Linked DNA regions of Mus musculus: region 2 is linked to region 1. Evidence: chromatin contacts called from public Hi-C data. All regions are on one chromosome and are shown on one strand. The core of a region is the stretch at or near the end of the contact, and the rest is flanking DNA. Distances in the headings are between cores, read along the strand shown.

Region 1 (5,423 bases), core at 1,283-3,782:
CAGAGTATTCACTTCTTCTGAATTTTGGTCATCTACATTTCTGGAAATGTCAGAAAAGTGACTATAGGAATACAGAAATCCCAGCTAGCCTACAGAAATGAAGAATATCAACAAAAGTGATAAAACTAGGGAATAGATGAACAAATACTTTTTTTTAAGATTTATTTATTATATGTAAATACACTGTTGCTGTCTTCACACACTTTTTCTTTTAGCTCTAGCCCAAAGATTGATTGATTGATTATGTAAGTACACTGTCACTGTCTTCAGACACACCAGAAGAGGGCGTCAGCTCCCATTACAGATGGTTGTGAGCCACCATGTGGTTGCTGGGAATTGAACTCAGGACCTTCAGAAGAGCAGTCAGTGCTCTTAACCGCTGAGCCATCTCTTCAGCCCAAGCAAATACTTTTTAAGGTTTTTCTTTTTATTATCTGGGGTCTCAGTATGTTTTCCATTACCAGTCAATGTTCCACCTCTGCATTAAAGTCCTTTAGGGGGAAGGATGCCAGGTACAAGAACATGTGAGGTTCCAAACTACTTCTGCTCAGATGCATCTGACCTGGTTAGTCAAATGATAACTTCGTAAACTTCATCACAACAATTACCTTTGGGAGCTGCCAAACTAAACATACCCTAGGGAGCACTTCTCCCTGAGACCTTTGGCGCTGCAGGTTAAAGCTCTGTTAACCATCTGTTCTTTCACACAGAGAGGAGGGAGAAGTGCTGGGGGCAAGGAGGAGACCATTGCTAGGCCAGGAAGTCAGCACCTTCTCTGTCAGCTACCTGATGCACTCTCCTGACTCACTTCCTTCAACTCCAGTGACCAGTTTTCAACTCACAGCGCACTCACTAGTTCTGTCTAAAAGTAGAGCTCATGACTGACCAGCCAGGAGACACCAGGTGTGAAGACATTATCAGGAAACAAGCAACATTTTCTCCTCTTGCTTTCAAATTGCATTTTTCGACATTTTGTCTTGCTTATGATATATCTTCAGGAGAAGTAATATCTTCTAGTTTGGGAATAGTCCATGCAGCCTAAGTCTCTATGTCTATGCACCTTCTGATGAACAAATAACAGCAGTTAATACTGCTGAGCATCGCCTCAAGACCTTCCTTAAGAGGCCTGGAATTCAAACAAGATAATAAATAGTTCTTTCTTGTCATGTAAACTGATTTAACCTCTAACTGTACAATCATATAAACATAGTGGGGACTAGGAACATACTCTTATAATCCTAATAGAAGTAAGAGTCTGAGTACTTAACCAACTTTAGTGCTTTGACAATATGAAAAGTATCAAAACTCATACTTTTTAATAGCTTTATCAGTGTTAACCACTGGAGGGCGCTCTACTCAAAAAAAAAAAAAGGTGGGGGTGGGAAGACTTAGGTTAGGGAACCCAAAGATCAAACTTTTCAAACCAGTGGAGGGAACCAGAATTCTTTGGGCAATAAGGTAGCACTCCTGGCTTTTGATGTCATGGCAAATCCCTGTATTTATGTTAAAGAAAATGCCGCACCTCTAGGTCAGCAGCAAAAAGTCTGTGAGACTCAATTACCAGAAACAGACCTGACTAGCCAGAGAAGGATGCCGTGTGGAGTGAAAGAAACCACATGAGATCACAGCACATTAGTTAACAAAGTCCATGACTGGCCCAGGATGTTGTGGGCCAATGGTAGATACACCCAAGGCAAGCACAGACTCGACCACATGCTCTGAGGGCTCATGAACAACACTGCCCACACGAGAATTTCTGAGAAGGTAACTAAAAAACAGGTGATGATGTTTCCTGTGATCTATGCCAGTCAATCATTCTCACTGCCCAGGCAACCATTCTATTCAACACTCAATCACAGTTCCTGTCTCCACCTGTTCCTCTGACATCATCCTGTCATTATATTTTCTTTGAAATTCCTTTGATGAAAATGAGTCACCTTTTCCTGCCAACACAGGCTGGAGCCTGTGGCATGCCATTCTTTTGGAGTGGTGTTCTGGGAGAAGGCGCCACCCAGAGGCCCTTCCAGACCTTATTTACACACCACCCAGGAAAGAATGCTTCAGAGAAAGCTCATGGATGAGGTGGTTCTTGCTGGAGCTAGGAATGTGGCTGGGAACCAGTATCCAAGCTGGCTCCGACAGTGGGACAAAATGTTGAAAGAATGAAGTAAGAAGTTGAATAGGGCATTGTTACTTGGAGGGAGGAAAACGTCAGCCCCAGAGTGTTTAGCTTACAAAATGCCACCTTACTTGTAACCAACTTACTTGTAACTCTTAGTAAATGGTTACAAACCTGTTTCGGGTAGCAGCGCTGCCCAGGGCTCAAGATAGCCACACTCCAGCTACAGGATTCAGGGTAGCCTAGTGTGCAAGGTAAAAACTGACAGAATGCTATTCAGACGTACAAATCACCCTCAGGGTGGTTTTTTTTTTTTAATTTTACTTAATTTACATGTATTTATTTATTCCTTGTGTGGTGGGGGGATGGACGTGGAGGTCAGATGTTCTTTCCCTCCACTGTGTGGGTTCCAGGGATCAAACTCCAGTCATCAGGCTTGGCAGCAGGTACTTGAACCAGCTGAGCCATGCAATGACAGCTCTACTCTAATATTTTTAACAGTAACTTCTTTGAGAATTAACACACTGTACCAGTCACCATTTTTATAGTCTACAATTCAGAGGATTTTAGTATATTCACAAAATCGTGCAACCATCTAATTGTAGGACATTTCATTATCCCTAAAAAGAAACCATACATCTTATCAGCAGTCACTTTCAGTCCCCCCGACCCTCTGGCTTCTAGCAGCCAGGAACCTAGGTACTGTCTCTGGGGGTTTGCCTATTCTGTATAAATGGAATCAAACTCATGTACTTCTCAAGGTAGGCCCATGCTTCTACTGATCGGCATTTTGTTCAACAAGATATATTCTAGTGTATGGCTACATTTTGTTTAATCTACTCATCAGCTGGTGGATATTCGGTTGTATACACTGTTACACATGTTGAGCCATTAACATCTTTATAAAGCCTTTCTGTGAAAGTATGTTTTCAATTCTCCTGGATATATTTTTAGAACTGCTAAGTTCCTAAAGCAGATGCAATATTTCATATTCCCATCAACAAAATAAGGGTTCCAGTTTCTCTACCTATTCCCATGTGCACTTTTTTGTTTTGTTTTTGTAGACATGGTCTCTGTAACCCTGTCTGATCTGAAATTTCCAATGAGTTTCCTGCCTCTGACTTCCAAATACTAGGATCCCAGGTTTAAGATCCACGCTCTGGGCACAACGGTCTGAGTTTGGATTCCCAGTGTTCACATAGCAGCTCACGCCATCTGTAACTTCAGTTCAAAGGGATCCAAGTCCCTCTCTGGCTTCCTCGGGTACCAGGCATGCCCATGGTGCACATACATACATGCAGGCAAAGCACATACACAGAAAATAAAGGTAAGTAAACCCGGGGCTGGAGAGATAAGAGCAATCACCGCTCTGCCTGCCAGAGGACCCCAGTTTGGTTCATAACATCAGGTGGCTCACAGCTACGGTAATTGCAGGTCCAGCAGGAGCTGACATCTTATTTTCAAATCTATTTGCTGGCCCCCACAAACACCTCTTACTCATGCACACACATACAAACAAATAAATAAATCTCTTTTAAAAACAAAACAAACAAACAAAAAAACAAACAAAAACCCAGGCTTACAATCTTGCTATAGCAATCTGAATATGAAGTTGGTGTATCTCACCATGGCTTAATCTGCATTTCTTTAAGGCCTGGTAATGTTTACAATTTTCATATGCTTACTTTGTACTTGCTATTTGTATATTTGCTTTGGAGAACAGCTACTCAATCCTCTGCCTGTTTTTTATTGAATTATCTTCTTTCTGTTGAATTACAAGTTTTCTTCATATGTGTTAATTATAGGCACATTACTAAAAACATGATTTGCAAATACTTTCACATTATATGAAGTGTTTTTCACTTTTAAAACAATTTCAGCTGGGTAGTGGTGGCATACACACTTCCAGAACTCAGGAGACAGAAGCTGGCGGATCTCCAAGTTTGAGGCCACCCTGTGAGCTTTGGGACAGCTAGGGATACACAGAAAAACACCTGCTTTGGGGAAACAAACAAACAAAAATTGTCTTAGTTAGGGTTTTATTGCTATTATGAAACACCACGACCAAAAAGCAAGACAGGGAGGAAAGGGTTTATTGGGTTCCCACTTCCACATTGCAGTGCATCACTGAGGAAGCCAGGACAGGAACTCACACAGGGCAGGACCTGGAGGCCAGGAGCTGTTGCCCTACCCAGCCTGTTTTCATATAGAAACCAAGACCACCAGCCCACGGATGGCCTCACTCACAACGGGCTGGGCACCACCACCACCCCCATCACTAATTGAGAAAATGCCCTACAGCTAGATCTCATGGAGGTATTTCCTCAGCTGAGACTCCTTCTCTGATGACTCTAGCTTGTGTCAAGTTAACACAAAACCAACCACTACAAACCCATTTGTGTATATTCATTGTACTGTTACATTGAGACATTTTCTTTTAAGTTATGTTTTCTCATTTTCTAGATACTACCACATACCACGAGCATATTCAACTTCTTTCTATCTCTATCTATCTATCAACCTACCTACCTACCTACCTACCTACCTACCTGAGACCAGATCTCCGCTAGAATCCAGACTACCCTGGAACTTACTATGTAACTCAGGCTGGCCAATACGGTTTGTTAAAAAGATCATTTGCTCTCCCTCTGGCTTGATCATTAATTTAATTATACATCCCAGCCCTACATCCTTAGAGATGATACTGACCACAGTGGGCTGTATCCTCCTGCATCAATTTTTAAAATGTGTCACAAACAGGGGTGCAGTCCAATCTTGATCAAGGCATTTCTTCAATTGAGATTTTCCACTTCTCAGACTACCCTAGGCTTGTGTCAAGTTAACACCTAAAGTTTACAGCAACATTTTTTAACAAGTTTCCCAAACAGCCCAGCACCACAGGTCTAAGACTTGAGACATTGAGACTCAGCCAGGCCAGGCAGTGCAAGAGCTGAGAGGAAGGCAAGCAGCCTGCAGCACGCCAGCCCTGCGGGACTTGGCTCACTTTGTCTCAATAAAGAACAGCCTACCTGTGCCCTGCTTCTCTACCGAACGTCCTCAGGGATTATAACCTTTAAATTTTATGTTTTAGTTTACAAAGTAGCACGTTTCTTTATGGATGTTTCATGCATCACTTAGTTTTGTCTGAGCCCACCCCCCAGTCCCTTCCCCGAAGTATATATTTTTGTAGATAATGTCTACAAATCCTTCCGAAGAGAAGTCAACCTTTGCGTGAGTACTAGAGTACGGTGACAAGTGTCAAATAGGCTTGTGTGTGGCGATATGCTCGGGACATCACAGTGAC
Region 2 (5,813 bases), core at 1,952-4,451, 58 kb after region 1:
AAAGAATTATTTGGGGGCTGGCGAGATTGCTCAGTGGTTAAGAGCGCCAACTGCTCTTCCGAAGGTCCTGAGTTCAAATCTCAGCAACCACATGGTGGCTCACAACCATCCGTAACGAAATCTGATGCCCTCTTCTGGAGTATCTGAGGACAGCTACAGTGTACTCATAATAAATAAATAAATAAATAAATAAATAAATAAATAATTCATTTATTTATTTATTTTATTTTATGTATAGGAGTACACTGTAGCTGCCTTCAGAAGAGGGCATCAAAGCCAGGCAGTGGTGGCCCACGCCTTTAATCCTAGCACTTGGGAGGCAGAGGCAGGTAGATTTCTGAGTTCGAGGCCAGCCTGGTCTACAAAGTGAGTTCCAGGGCAGCCAGGGCTATACGGAGAAACCCTGTCTCAAAAAAAAAAAAAGAAAAAAGAAAAGAAAAGAAAAGAAAAGAAAAGAAAAGAAAAGAAGGAGGAGGAGGGGGCATCAGATCCCATTACAGATGGTTGTGAGCCACCATGTGGTTATGTGGTTGCTGGGAATTGAACTCAGGACCTCTGGAAGAGCAGTCAGTGCTTTCAACCACTGAGCCATCTCTCCAGTCCTTTTCCAAACTTTAAAAAAAATATTTATTTAATGTGTGTTTTGTCTGCGAGTATGTAAATACATTGCATGCATGCCTGTTGTCCACAGAGGTCAGAAGAGGGTGCTGGATCCCCAGGAACTGAACTTACTCATAGCTGTAAGGCAGCATGTAGGTGCTGTGAACCTGGGTTCTCTGCAAGAGCAGCTAGTGCTCTTAACTACTGAGCTCTCTCCAGCTCCAAAACAACAACAACTCAGTGTGATATCACAGATCTGTGATCCCAGACTCTTAGAAAGGCTAGGGCTGGAGGACCAGGCTGGGCTACATAGGTAAACTGCCTCAACAAGGGAAGAGAGTTGGTTTTAATACTAATGGCCACCTGACCTTGAACTAGTTACTAGGTTCTTACCAGTCTCTTATCAGTAAAAAGGGTGAGAATTTACATCTGTCATACCAGACAGGTACTCTTCTAAGAGCTAAAGGATAATTAGAGCTAGTGAACAAATATCTTTGCTTTTTTTTTTTTTAGGGAGAATGGTTAATTTTGGGTTTATTTTACTTATTTTTTAACAAGAACACCCCACCCCACCCCATCACCATACACCGTTTCTCTGTGTAAACCTGGCTGTCCTAGGACAATTTGCTCTGAAGACCAAGCTAACCTTGAACTCAAGAGACCCACCTGCCTCTGCCTCACAAGTGCTGGAATTAGAAGCCTGTGCCACCACACCTGGCTGGAACATTCCTTTCTAAACTGCTCACCAGATTCGAGAACTCAGACTGTGCTGCAAGAACAACGAAACCATACTCCTGGACAGCATCTAGGACAATGCCTGACCTCTGGACTTCTGTAAACCTTTCTTTCTTGCTTCAATGTGGGCTTGTTGCTCAACTCTTAGTCTGACAAAACAATCCACATAAGGCATCACAAAGAATCCTTTCCTGTTATATCTTTTATTTAGGTCCCAAGTTAGAGGCCACAGCTTGAATTTGTGCCAGATGAGTCATTCAACAAATGCCCCTTTTCTAAGCACCAGGTCTCACTGTCTTAACCAGTCTAAAGATGGCATAAGCATCTTCCCTCCCCTGGGCAGCTTTACCCAAAGCATCCATGGAAGCAACAACCTTTTCTAAGTGCTCTGAACAAGGCATTGGCAATCTCTGTCTGGCCTCCTGCTCTAGAGTTAGAAGCATGTTTTTTCCCTTCAGTGGGACATATCAAAGCTTGTGTGGGCCTTCATTACTTTTGTTCCTTTGCTGCTAGTAGGTCCATGAAGCTCCAGATTTGACACCCCCCACCTCTCTCTCTCTCTCTCTCTCTCTCTCTCTCTCTCTCTCTCTCTCTCTCTCTCTCTCTCTCTCTCACACACACACACACACACACACACACAAATCTTTGTCATCAAAAAATCCTTCTAGTGGCTCAGTGGTTAAGAGCACTGACTGTTCTTCCAGAGGTCCTGAGTTCAATTCCCAGCAACCACATGGTGGCTCACAATCATCTGTAATGAGATCTAACGCCCTCTTCTGGTGTGTCTGAAGACAGCTACCATGTATTCATATAAATAAAATAAATCTTTAAAAAAATTCTTCTGGTCCTTTTCTTGACAATACTGTATGAAGTAATTCACATTGAAGAAAAAATGTGACATTTGATGTTTTCTTAAGCAACAAACTAAAAGAAGATCAAGCCTTGGGATTTATTAGGAAGCTGTCAGCCTTCAGGATCCAGAGATGCCTCTACAAATACCCACTAGACTAGCCATGGCTGTGTTTCTAAAGCTAACTTTTTAAAAAATATTTATTTATTATATATAAGTACACTGTAGCTGTCTTCAGACATACCAGAAGAGGACATCAGAGCTCATTACAGATGGTTGTGAGCCATCGTTTGGTTGCTGGGATTTGAACTCAGGACCTCTGGAAGAGCAGTCAGTGCTCTTAATCACTGAGCCATCTCTCCAGCCCCTCTAAAGCTAATTTTGTTTTGTTATTCCCAAACTGAAAATTTTGAATTGTCTGTCTCTCCATCCATCTATCCATTTATTGTGTTTTGATGCTAGGTCTCGCTGTAATCCTAACTGGCCTGGAACTCCACAGTTTTAACCTATAGTAAACTATAGGGTTACTGAAAAGTAAACCAACCTGGGTTCAAATTTGTGGCAATCTTCCCACCTCTGCCTCCAAAGTACTGGAATTGCCAAGGCTAGACCCTGAATTGAAACTTTAAAGTACAAAAATAATACACAATCCTCAAGATCTCATGTCATTGTCCTTAGGATAACAAAATGTCTTCTATCATCTAAACACAGGTTGAACACCTCTAATTAAAAACTGAAGTCCAAGCTGGCGTGGTGGCGCATGCCTTTAATCCCAGCACTTGGGAGGCAGAGGCAATCGGATTTCTGAGTTCAAGGCTAGACTGGTCTACAAAGTGAGTTCCAGGACAGCCAAGGCTACAGAGAAATCCTGTCTTGAAAAACAAAAACAAAAACAAAAAACTTAAGTCCAAAATGATGCCAAAGCCAAAACTCTCTAAAAATCTACATGATCTCATAAATGAAAATTCTACACTTGACCTCAGGTGAGAAAGTACACAAACAGGGTTCACTAGAACTGCTTTAGAGATAAGAGTGTAGTTCAGAGGCAGAGCACATGCTTTGCATGCCTGGGGCCTGGCTTCAATCTCCACCATCAAAAAAAAAAAGAAATCTTCAAACTCAAAAATTTCGAAATACGCAGAGGGGCACTGATTGCTAAAGAGATAACTCAGCAGTTAAAAGCCTGGCTGCTCTTCTAAGGGACCCAGGTTCAATTCCCTTCTCATGGCAGCTCACAACTGTCTGTAATTCCAGTCCAGGGATCCAATACCCTCACACAGACATACATACAGGCAGAGAACACCAGTGCACACAAAAGTAAATTACTTTTAAAAGTCTATCAAAATACTTCTGGTTCCAAGCATTTAGAATAAGCGCAGTCATTAAGCTATAGTATACTCTCATTTTAGACAAGGTTTTACTTTGTGTGAGGAATCTGTGTGTACAGTGTTCATTCATCAGCATGTATGCTGTACCTGTACATCCTAAATGCAATGCTAAGCACAGCTAGGGAACAGAGAGTCTAGTGCGAAAAGGCAAGCACATAAGTAATGAAGTTATACACAACCGAGAGAAGCATTTCCTAACAATGATTGCCTGGTTACTGGGCTGTTTCCCCATGGCTTCGGCAGTACTGGACATTGAACCCAGGGTCTCACGTCTGCTAGACAAGTGCCCTACCAGTTAACTTTTAGGTTCTTTATTTCAAAGCAGGTTTCATTAAGTTGCCTAGCTAGGTAGGCCTTGACCTAGTTATTACTCCTAGCCCAACTCTCTCCAGTAGCTGAGAATTCAGCCTGTACTACCAAGGCCTAGCTTGAATTGTGTTTAACATCCTGCTGACAGGTTAGTTTAACAGGTACAAAAGAATTTCAAGAGAGAAACAAAATATAAGCAAAGCAAACACAGCAACATTCTCCACCCCTGCAAGCTAAGGAAGCTGAACATGGCTTCACAGTGATAAAGAGAAAAGAGCAAGGAAAAGGCCAAGAGGCAGAACTGAACTACCACAGGCTTTGTTGTGGATTCAGTCATTATCACACAGGCAATGGGGACTTGCTAAGGAAGCTTTTGCTTCTGGTTTGTACTGGGTACTGAATCCTGAGCCTCCCACACCTAGGCGTACACTCGGCCATGAAACTACACCCCCAGCCTTTTATATTTCTTCTCCTTTATAAATTTTGTGATAGATCTCACTAAAAGTTGCCCAGGGTAGACTCATTCAGTATCTTAGGCAGGCCTTAAACCATCTCTCTGGGTCCATGGTAGGACTTTTTAAGCCAAAAAAAAAAAAAAAAAAAATTCTACCTGATTATTTTTTTGTTGTTGTTGTTGTTGTTTTGGTTTTTGGTTTTTTGTTTTGTTTTTTCGAGACAGGGTTTTTCTGGGTAGCTCTGGCTGTCCTGGAACTCACTTTGTAGACCAGGCTGGCCTCAAACTGAACTCAGAAATCCACCTGCCTCTGTCTCCAGAGTGCTGGGATTAAAGGCGTGCACCACCAAGCCCAGCAATTTTGTATTTTTTGTTGTAGAAAATGGAGGCCTCGGGCTGGTGAGATGGCTCGATGGTTAAGAGTGCCGACTGCTCTTCTGAAGGTCCCAAGTTCAAATCCCAGCAACCACATGGTAGCTCACAACCATCTGTAACGAAATCTGATGCCCTCTTCTGGAGTGTCTGAGGACAGCTACAGTGTACTTACATATAATAAATAAATCTTTAAAAAAAAAAAAAAGAAAATGGAGGCATCACTCTATAGGTAAGACTGTAAGACTGGTCTCAAATTCCATACAATCCCTCTGCTTCAACCTTCCCAATTCTTGGGGGTGGAGAGCTGCCGACCATAGCTACTTTCATACTTCTGAGGTTTACTTCTCTGATTTGAATGTGAAAAAAAGCTTTCTGAGAAATAGTTAAGTCAGACCAATTAATAGCAACTATGTAGCAGTCCAAGTAAGAGGTAACAGCTTTGGACTGCTGTATAACAGTAGAGCTGAGGAGATGACAGGTGGAAAGAAGCACAGGAAATAGTCGCAATGAAAGTTGTTGAATGCCGCTGGGCCAGTGGGGGCGCACGTCTTTAATCCCAGCACATGGGAGGCAGGCGGATTTCTGAGTCCAGGCCAGCCTGGTCTACAGAGTAAGTTCCAGGACAGCCGGAGCTACTCAGAGAAACCCTGTCTCAAAATACAAAAAAAAAAAAAAAAAATTAAAGAATGAATGGCAAGAAAAACATTGTTACATTTAAAGACCATAATCAAATCATTACTTACCTCCCAATCTCTGGAGCTTTTATTGAACTTTTTTAATCATCATCAGCCTATTTGTTGAAGGTACTATAGCATCTCATTTTGGTTTGTTTTGATTTGATGTTTATGTATGCATGGGTGCTTTGCCTGCATATTATGTATGTGTACCGATTACATGCAATGCCTGCAGCCTGCATAAGTTATCAGATTCCCCTGGGATTGATTGAGACCGGACAGATAATTGTGTGCTGCCACGTGGGTGTTGGAAATCTCTGGAAGAGTAGTCAGGGCTCTTAACCACAGAGCTACCTCTCCAGCCCCCGGTACCATAGCATCTTTAAAGTCAGAAAACAAACAAGATGTAATTAAGAAAAAGAAACTGA

The links. A called contact is a pair of places that touch in the nucleus more often than the background predicts.
Region 2: a Hi-C map of liver shows a contact between it and region 1, with 2.0 times the contacts expected there. The contact joins two enhancer-like sites. A contact is called at or near these places in 1 of 15 datasets of contacts at CTCF or cohesin (CD8 T cells), 23 of 484 Hi-C or Micro-C datasets (B cells, the G1E-ER4 cell line, the N1E-115 cell line and 17 more), 5 of 115 datasets of contacts at active chromatin or transcription factors (the HPC-7 cell line, embryonic stem cells and extraembryonic endoderm stem cells) and 3 of 9 other capture datasets (adipose tissue, liver and pancreatic islet).

The regions. Positions count from the first base shown.
Region 1 is chr4:123,587,164-123,592,586 of GRCm38.p6, forward strand. All of the region lies in intron 1 of Macf1 (microtubule-actin crosslinking factor 1), which reads right to left. Among named protein-coding and RNA genes, the nearest start is that of Mir6398, 27 kb to the right of the region's middle. Within about 2 kb of position 2,533, at least 91 of the 459 cell types and tissues checked have an H3K27ac peak or open chromatin away from gene starts, as enhancers often do. A contact at or near this core is called in liver, where this site is marked.
Region 2 is chr4:123,644,075-123,649,887 of GRCm38.p6, forward strand. All of the region lies in intron 1 of Macf1 (microtubule-actin crosslinking factor 1), which reads right to left. It also overlaps the pseudogene Gm35241. Among named protein-coding and RNA genes, the nearest start is that of Gm12925, 19 kb to the right of the region's middle. Within about 2 kb of position 3,202, at least 6 of the 459 cell types and tissues checked have an H3K27ac peak or open chromatin away from gene starts, as enhancers often do. A contact at or near this core is called in liver, where this site is marked.